Regions from separate parts of the Sus scrofa genome. Here region 1 is linked to region 2. The links are chromatin contacts, called in public Hi-C maps. All regions are on one chromosome and are shown on one strand. Each heading gives the region's core, a stretch centred on a gene start, on an enhancer-like site or on the middle of the called end of the contact. The rest is flanking DNA. Distances are from core to core; before and after follow the strand shown.

What was found. Hi-C and Micro-C count contacts between places; a contact is called where the count stands out from the background.
Region 1: a contact with region 2 is called in a Hi-C map of embryonic fibroblasts, with 2.4 times the contacts expected there. The contact joins the enhancer-like site here to the promoter of MAN2A1 in region 2. A contact is called at or near these places in 4 of 5 promoter capture datasets (fetal liver, fetal skeletal muscle, liver and 1 more), 4 of 47 Hi-C or Micro-C datasets (embryonic fibroblasts, fetal heart ventricle, mesenchymal stem cells and 1 more) and 1 of 2 datasets of contacts at active chromatin or transcription factors (skeletal muscle).

The regions. Positions count from the first base shown.
Region 1 is chr2:115,256,527-115,261,193 of Sscrofa11.1, forward strand. No RefSeq gene overlaps it. Among named protein-coding and RNA genes, the nearest start is that of TMEM232, 260 kb to the right of the region's middle. Within about 2 kb of position 1,320, at least 3 of the 83 cell types and tissues checked have an H3K27ac peak or open chromatin away from gene starts, as enhancers often do. A contact at or near this core is called in embryonic fibroblasts, where this site is marked.
Region 2 is chr2:114,674,304-114,678,772 of Sscrofa11.1, forward strand. MAN2A1 (alpha-mannosidase 2) reads left to right here and starts at 1,483. Exons shown (of 22, transcript XM_003123823.6): 1 at 1,483-2,685. The coding sequence starts at 2,551. It overlaps PJA2 (E3 ubiquitin-protein ligase Praja-2), which reads right to left and starts at 1,458. Exons shown (of 12, transcript XM_021085401.1): 1 at 1,224-1,458.

The DNA.
Region 1 (4,667 bases), core at 70-2,569, 580 kb after region 2:
GCAAATTCTTGTACTTTCAGGTTGTATATATTCCAGAATCCAAATTAATTAGGTTTATTTTAAATCTAGGCATGCAGAATGCCTGGGGTACAAGAAATGAACAACTTAAAATTGGTAAATAGTATAGTGGCATTTATTAGAACAAAAACTTCCAAGAATTAGAAAAATCTTCTACATTCTTAGACACACTTAGAGCTATGTGGCATTTCTTTGGGGAAAATCACTGTTTCACTGTTTATCAGATCCGTTGATTTCCTGCTGTATTATTTTGTTTGCTCAATTATTTTGGTCTAGCCCCTAAGTACAATTGGATTGTTCCTTTTTTCTCTATAATCATTAGCATACAGAAAATTTACTCTTCATTTCACCTCCTACTTCCAGTCTTTTTCCTAAAAGCATTTTGTGTCAAAAACCACTTTCTGCCTTAGTATCTGGGATCCTCATGTCACAGCAAAAAAAAAAAAAAAAAAAAAAGGCACACTGTATGTTCCTTCTGTTGGGTGTAAATGAGACTGATGCATTCTGGAAACTACCTGTCCAAAGCAACTGTAGTTTGACTAATGGATGTGAACAGTGATGTCAATCTTATTCTCTTCTTTGAAGATGCTCAGTGGCAAAACAATGGTTCATTTTTCCAGGTAACCCATGTTGTAAAATGCAGTAGTCTAAATACAACTTGACATGGATACAGCATTCTTTTCTTTTAGCTTCAAGCACTCCAAGCCCTGGGAGGAATAAGTTCATAAATTTGGAATATCAATATTTACTTTAAAATTTTTGATTTCTGGAGTTCCCGTCGTGTCTCAGTGGTTAACGAACCTGACTAGTATGTTTTTATTTTTATTTTTTTGTCTTTTGTCTTCTTTTAGGGCTACACTGGTGGCATATGGAGGTTCCCAGGCTGGGGGTCTAATCAGAGCTGTTGCTGCTGTCCTATGCCAGAGCTACAGCAATGCCAGATCCAAGCCACATCTGCAACATACACCACAGCTCACGACAGTGCCAGATCCTTAACCCACTGAGCAAGGCCTGGGATCTGGCACTGCCGTGAGCTGTGGTGTAAGTTACAGATGTGGCTCAAATCCAGCATTGCTGTGGCTGTGGTGTAAGCTCCAATTTGACCCCAAGCCTGGGAACCTCCATATGCTGCAGGTGTGGCCCTATAAAGAAAAAAAAATTATTTGTAATGTATACATAATGAGGTAATCAAACCACTTCCTGACGCAGACATGATTCACTTATTTGGCCTAGCAAAGTGCATCAAAATGCCCTCCAGAGCTGCCAGCACTAGAAGAGTGTTCCTCTCTCTGCATACTGTTCATCACTTGCTGGGCCCTGGAGGCTCCACCAGGCTACCCCCAGAGATTTATTCCATGACTGGCTTGGCTTGTTCTAGCTTATGATTTTACTTTGTAAAAATATTTTGTTTGCTTAAGTGTTGTGGTCAGTAAATGTTTTACATGCCTCCAATCCAGACTCATTATCACAACCCAGCTTCTAGTATTGTTTGGGAACAGAATGCTTACTTGTTTTCCTGGCCTGACGCACTGTTTTTTTGTTTTTGTTTTTGTTTTAGTTTTTAAATTAGATTAGTTGCCAAAATATAAAAACAGATTATTGTACATTTAAGAAAAGTAATAATTCTCACCACTTTAAAAAAAAAAAAATCAGGAATGTTGCTTCATGTAAAGGGCATATATTCTCCAGTTTCTTGAGTCTTTATGATCCCATTGTTTCCCTAGAAAAGTGGGTGAGTTTCAGTTGCCATTCATCACTAAACTGTCACTGGTGTTTTCCTTAGAGTCCAGCAATATGTCTCTGCACATGTCTCTATCCAAGGTAGAAACTGAAAAGACAGACAGGAAAAGCTGAAGAGAAATGGGCATTATTTCTTCACGGAAGTAAGCATATATTGGATGACTCACTCATTTGCATCAGTGCTCATTCACTAACAACATTTCAGTTTGTAATCCCAGTTTTAAATCCTTCAGGATTTAGGAACACCAGACCTGCCTCATTAATCCATCACTTTCTCCATATACAGAAGATTACAGGTGTTGCTTGAGGTTGCTTCGTAACTACATCTTTTACCTCTTGTTGCAGTGTCACAAAGTATCAACTTCCACTTAAACAGCTCTTTCAGAACTTGAATCTAAATAATACAATAATGTTTGTACTACTAGGGAAGCAGAGGCATATTATGGAGCTAATTACTCTTAAAATCATCTACCATCTCACTAACTTGATGCACATGCATAAATTGGTTTTCTTTAGTTGCAAACAATATAGACAAAGCCTGAGTAATTTAACTAGAAGGGAATTTATCAGAAGGGTGTGAGATGGTACCATAATTATTAAAAGGACTGAAGGGAACCACGTCTGGCAGAGTGGGAACAGGTACAGCTCAGGGGTGCTGGATGGCAGGAGTGAGTAATAGTTTTATCAACATGCTGTGGATGACAAGTAACAAGGTTGTGATTTTTATGCTTCTGTCCATTAACTCAAGATTCAAAGTTGAGATGTTCAGATGGCCTAAAGTGAATGACACTTATCTCTAGAGGAGGTCAGTGTACCCTGATTGACAATTACACCAAAACAGTGGAGTAAAGGTAACTTTCAAAAGTAAATCCACATGCATATGACCAAAAGAAAAAGAAATGGTTGCCAAAAACACAAGAAAAGCCCACTATAAGATTTGCTCACTGTAATCTAACAGATAATGTCTAATGTCTTTAAATTTTGCAGTGTTTTGATATAAAGAAAAATGAATCACTTTGTGCTTTTGACACATTCTATACTCTATACTTAATTTGTATTCCCACTTTAATATTTTTCTTCTTTAAAAGTCCCCCAAATTGAATAAGCTTTACAGCTCACATACCTAGATCTCTTCTGAAAGAATTAAAACATTTCATTCTGAGTGCAGTTTCTTAAATCAAGGAGACATTAAGCTAGATATAAGGTAATCCTACTTGGAATCTGAATCAAACCTTTTTTCTCTTCCCATCATCTTTTACCTTCTCTGCCACCTGCTATCCCTCTTTTTCTTTTCTTTCTTTTTTTTTTTTTTTTTTTAAAGAAACAGAGATAAAGGGAAGAGATCATCACAAGACAGAGTAGATTCGGAAAGCAAAGATGAAGTCCATGTTGGAGGCAAAGAATTTGGGAAGATAATAAAAACAATTTTGAGATATATTTGGTAATGATAAGTTAAGCCTCTAGCAAATTTTGATGTTTAAATTAAATTCATACGTTACAGTTTGCTGTGTTCCATGTTTGAAACATAAAGATGGCAGGTTGGTGGTGGGTAGGCAGCCCACGGGGATTGTGGTAGAAAGAGGGCTGGAGAGAGAAAGGTGAGGTTGTACTCAAGGTGCAAAATAAGAAGGCAACTTCATTGGGAAGTCCTTTACCCAGCCCACAACCCACATTAGTTTGATCTTGTAATTAATTCTTCCTTGCCTCTCCCATCTCCCAGGGAGAGAACTTGCCTAAGGCGACAGCCACTCCCTGGCTCCCTGATCCAGGCAGTTCCCTCTTCCCACACCTTTCCTTCTCACTCCCCATCTCCCAGCACAAACAACTGAAACTTTGTTTAGGGATCTCTTGAGCTCGCCCTAACAGGCCCAGGCTACACAGTGAATATTTCCAGCCACTACAGAATCTGTTCACTGCAGTCCAGCAGATAACTTCTGATGTCTTTAAATTCTGTAGTGTTTTGATATAAGGAAAAATAAGATTACTCATTCTGTGCTCTTGGCAGATTCTCTACAGACAACCTTCATGGATATGAAGGCATATATGGTCAGCGTGACCTCTTTCATAGGTTATGAGGCCCTTGGGTGTCTACCAAAGGGTCAGTCTTGGTATTTTCATACTAGAGAAAATTTTAAGTAATAAATCTCTTGGACTGTAGGCAGAATTAGAAAGTCTCCTTAAACCGCCACAAGGTAAAGCAATAGAACTAAGTGTTAAAATATTTTTGAGAGTTTTCCCCCAGTGTGAATGGCCCTCTTAACTGTCACTCTCAGCTAGATAAAACCTACTTATCTAGGTGGCCTTGGGATAGAACACTCATTTTCCTCTCAGGATTTTCTGGGATAACTAAGGATGGCCATATTCTTATTTTGATCTGTAGCTTCAGCTACCCATAGATTGTCAGAAGCTGAAACGATTGCTTGGCAGACAGCTGCCAGGGACCATTCATAGCTCAGGAGATTTAAAACTGATATCAGAGGATATCTAGAGCTTGTGAGCTGCAGACCTGTTACAAAGACTTGTTAAAAGCAGAGGAATTATTTATGCTGGAGGGAAAAATTACAATAGGAACACATAGGGATTTGAGCTAACGAATTCAAAACTAAGTTGAATTTCATATATTCCAGGAACCCCTATTTCTTAATATGATCCCAAAGCCTTAAAAAAATACCCAGTAAACTGGAAATATGCAGTTTACATATCATATCCATATAATAAATTATAAATATGTCTGCATATTTCATATGAGTAATTATATTCATATAATTATTAGTTTCAACATCTAAATTTGCTAGAGGCTTAATTTGTAATTACTAAATATATCTCAGAGTCGCATTGTGGCTTAGCAGGTTAAGAACTCAACTAGTCTCCATGAGGATGCAGGGTCAATGTCTGGCCTCACTCAGTAG
Region 2 (4,469 bases), core at 233-2,732:
GAGAAACTTAGCATACCTGTCAATTCAACAGTAGTTGTAATTCGGTAATTTTGTGTTTGATTTTCAGCAATATCACTTCATTGCCAGTCAATAAGAGCGTCCTTTAAAATGGTTCCTTTAAAATGTGCTTATCATTTCTCTTTGTAAGCATTCAAAGGAACTCAAAAGAACCACTCTCACACCATAGTCTTTATAGTCACCTTACAGCCTTAAGAGGCCACTGTAGCTGCCATTTGGTGCTTTAAGGCACTTGGTACTTCATCACAATCAGCTACAGGTTAACTGGGATGCCTCCTACAGCATGAATCACCAGTGTCTTATATCCCTTCGGCAAGGAATTCAGTACTAAACTCAAACCCAAAGACCCAATCAAAGCAAACTCCTAATTGTGTCTTTTTAAGTCTATCTCTTGGGACTACAGGTAAACTTAATAAAAAGATAAAACAGGGTTTTGGAGTAATGAGATTCACTAGTGAGAAGAGACCCCTCGAGAATACAGAAATAGCAGGTATAAGGAGCTAATTTTATAATAACCATTAGGCTGGGAGATAGCCTTCTCAAGGAGCTTCCCCAAACCTTCCCACGGCAAAGATACAGACAGTCCTGGAGAGGGCACAGCCTGGCTCACTGAATAGCAGAGAAGTCACTGTGGTGCCACACCTGCAGAACTTGTTGAAAATTGACTGCCTGGAACTTGCTACACATTTTGCCTCTAAGGTGCCAGAAAGCTATTCATTGAGGTAGTGTCTCTCTCCAGGGCCTTTACCATAAAAATCACTAGAGCTGGGGACATGGAAGGAAATCGCTGGTCCCTGAGCACTATAGGAGCTTGGCACTGGAAAAAAGCCAGATTTGCTGCTGCAAGAGCCTGCCTACCAACACCACGTAGGAAAACACCCTTCTTCCCGTAATGTCTCTTCAGTATCCTCTCCTATCAAAGATCCAGCCCCTGCTGGCAAAGGAAAACTTATTTTCAAAGGCCCAGATCCATTTTCACAGTACAGTGAAAAAGGGTGAATTTGGAATTGAGGAAATAAATCAATAACCGGCACAAGCATCACTTCTCAAGCTCCCCTCACAGATTTTGTAGCCAGATTTCTACACCTTTCTGGAGGGTCCTTCTGCAGGCTCCTTTCCCTCAGGTTTCACCAGAAGTTGCCAACAGCAATGGAGTAAAAGATTAGTCTGAACAGAATTCGCAGCCCCGTTCTCTTTCTCCTCACCGAGTTTCCGTCCAAGACACGCCAGGCCCGGGACATCAAGGACAGGAAAACTGGGCAGCGAAAAGGAAGTGGGGAGAAAGCTCAGCAGAACCCGGACTGCACAGCCTCACCGCCTCTCAGGGCCGCAACTCCGGCTACACTCCCTCCCAGGTCACAAAAGCCGTCTGAGGTCTTCCCATCGCAGGGGCTCCGGGAGGCCGTCGCCGGGCGGGCCGGCGGGCGGCGCGTTGTGATTGGGCGCCAGGGAGCCCGCCCCCTCATCCCGGCGCGTCGGGAGGGGGCGGGGCCCGCTGCCTGCTCAGCTCCCGGGCTGCGGGCGCCTACTGACCCAGCGGCCACTGCACCGCCGCTGTCTCCTGCTTGTGGCGGGCGGTGCAGGAGCACCGAGTGGCGCTGGAGAACCGGCGTTTCCTTTCGCAGCTGCCGCCGCCATCTACGCGTTTGCGGAGCGGGAGGGAGGGAGGGGACTCGCGGCTGCAGCTGGAGCGGGCTTCTCTCCGGGGACGGTCCTCCCGTTGCTCTCCTTTTCCTCCTCCGCGCGCCGCCGCCGCCCGCCCCCTGCGCCCTCCCGGCGCAGCCCGGGTCCGAGAAGGGAGAAGAAGGGTCGGCGGGGGGCGGGAGGAGCCGGCTGGTGGACGCGCGCTTGGAGGAAACTCTTGCCCGACCCGTGAGTCCCCGCTCCCGGGGTGCACGCCGGCCTGGTCTCAGCGGCGGCGGCGGCGGCGGCGGCGGCAGCAGGAAGGGGCTCAGTCCCGGGAGGCGGGGGCTGTACCGCGGGGGCGGGCCCGGCTGTCCCGGCGCTAAGTTGTGCGGCCCGGCTCTTCCCGACCTGATTTCCTTCCCCACGGTTCCTTGGACCCAGCTCCGCGCCACCGACCCCAGAGCCTCCAAGCCTGCACCTCCTGGGTGAAGAGGACACACCTGCCCTAATCGAGAAAACTTTTCCTGCCGACTTGGTCGGGGCGACGGTGGCAGGAAGTCCAGACAGCGACCTTTTCTCTGCCTGCCCTGCGCGCCCTGCCGGGTGCCGGCGCTGAGGTCGAGATTAAGTTTTAGCGGGCCCCTTCCGGGCTGCAGGCAGGTCCCGCCTCGGGAGCAACGCCCGGCCCCCGGGAGGGCGGCAGGCCGGGGCGAAGGCCAAGGGCGCGTGGTGGCGCCGGAGATAAGGTGCGGACCGCGTCTGGGACCCGCATCCACAGCCTAGAGCGCGGGGACAACGAGCCTGGGAGCAGAGAGCCTCCGGCGGCCGCTTCCAGGAGTCCACGGTGTCTGCCTCCTCCTCCTCCTAGTGAGGACAGTGCCCTGGCCTTGAGTCTATCGAGGAAAAATGAAGTTGAGCCGCCAGTTCACCGTGTTTGGCAGCGCAATCTTCTGTGTGGTCATCTTTTCGCTCTACCTGATGCTGGACCGGGGTCACTTAGACTACCCCAAGAGCCCGCGCCGCGAGGGCTCCTTTCCCCAGGTAAGCACCGGGAGCGAGGGCGCGGGGCTCCGAGAGAGTAGGCATGGGGGCCCGTAGTTACCCACTGCTACGAGACCTCTCTCTCCCGCCGGGGCTCCGCGCCCCGGCTAGGCGAGGCCGAACTGGAGGAGGCATGAATCCTTCTCCAACCCCCGCTCCGCAGCATTCGGACGGCGGTGACCGCGATCCCGGAGCCACCCCCTCCCGGGCGCGCGGAGTTAACAAAGTACTAGGCAGCATGCGGTGGCCGGATCGTGCTCATAGGAAATGGCCGTGTTCCTGTGCTCGTACCCAGGCCTGTTGGGGTGGTCACCTGCTGGCCGGTGAACTCGCGCGGCGTGAGGCGCTCCCTTGCAGGCGCAGCGCTTGCTGACAGCTCACGGGCTATGGTAGCCCCTCGGCACACACAGGGTTAAGCTGCACTGATCCCCTTCGCTCACCCAGTCACGGAAATGGATCAGACAGACCCCATCTGGGTGTTTCATTTATTTGTTTATCCCCGCTGTCTCTTGAGAAATAAAAGTTTATTTCGTGTTACAGACCTCTTAGATGTGAATCTGTAGGGTTGATTTTAGTGTCGTCATTCTTCAGCTATTACATCGTGTTTGTTTGGAGCAGAAGAGGGAGCCTAGTGAGGAAGCGCTTGTTATACTCTGGCCGGAAGCTGTGGGGCGCTCAGTCCTGAGCCCAGCGGTCAAATTGTCAAAGGAGTTGGGAAAACGACCCATCTTAAGTCTTTTATTTAAAGTTACTAAAAATAAGCAAACAGGGATGATCGGTTCTATTTGGGGGGCTGTCGCGCCGCGTGTGTTTCAAGTTGTTTTCCGGTGACCTGTACGCTCCATAGATTTTAGTAATACTGGGTATTGTGTAGTATCTTCTGTAATGAATGAACGTGAAGAACTCAAAATCCTGAGACGCTTATCTGTCAATTACTTGGCTCAAGGGTAGAGAAACGTAGGACGTGAACAAGTTGGTGTTTTGTTTTTGTGTGTGTGTGCGATTGTTTAAATGACCAAAGAATAGTCTTGCCTTTTGTTCTTGTCCTATGCTAGGACAAGAGGCTTGAGTTTAATGAAATTAGACTAGTAATTTTACCTCAGTTATTATGAAAGTGAAAAAAGACCCCCCTTTGTGGATGGTATCATCAGTACAGAGCAGGAGAACGATACTACAAATCTGGGTGTGAACAGATGTATTAAAAAATTTAAAAGCATTTGGTTTGGGGTAGTATTATAGAGAAAATATAGTGAGATTAGCACTATGGGATATCTTTAAATATTGAGTTTAGAGTTTGTCCAGTGCTTGTTGATGAGATTGGATTAAACAGTTAAAAAAAAAAAAAAAAGGGTAAACCTTCTGAAGCCAGAGCACAGGAGGAGTTCCGAGTCTTGTTTTATATGTTGTATAATTTGGGGGCTTAGTGTATTACGATTTTTCTCTCCCGGTAAATCCATCTTTAGAATTTTATCCATTACAGGAAAAAAAAATCATAAAAACTGATAGATTTTACCTAAAACGTTATCTGGAGTAATGTCCTTTGGCTTTGGCTTGATGATCACTTGGAAATGATTTATGCAAACATCTGGGGCTGAGGTTCTCTGGCAACCTTGACATTTTACTGTTTCTGAAGAAGTGAGTAAATCATTGGGTTACTGGGAAATTTTGGACAAAGTTAATTCCAGCATTTTAATATTCAGGCCTAGTCTTCATCAAGGGGCTAAAGTTCTGCTTAGAGTATAAAGCGTTTAATAGAAAGTGACAGTGACTGCTGGGAGAGAAGG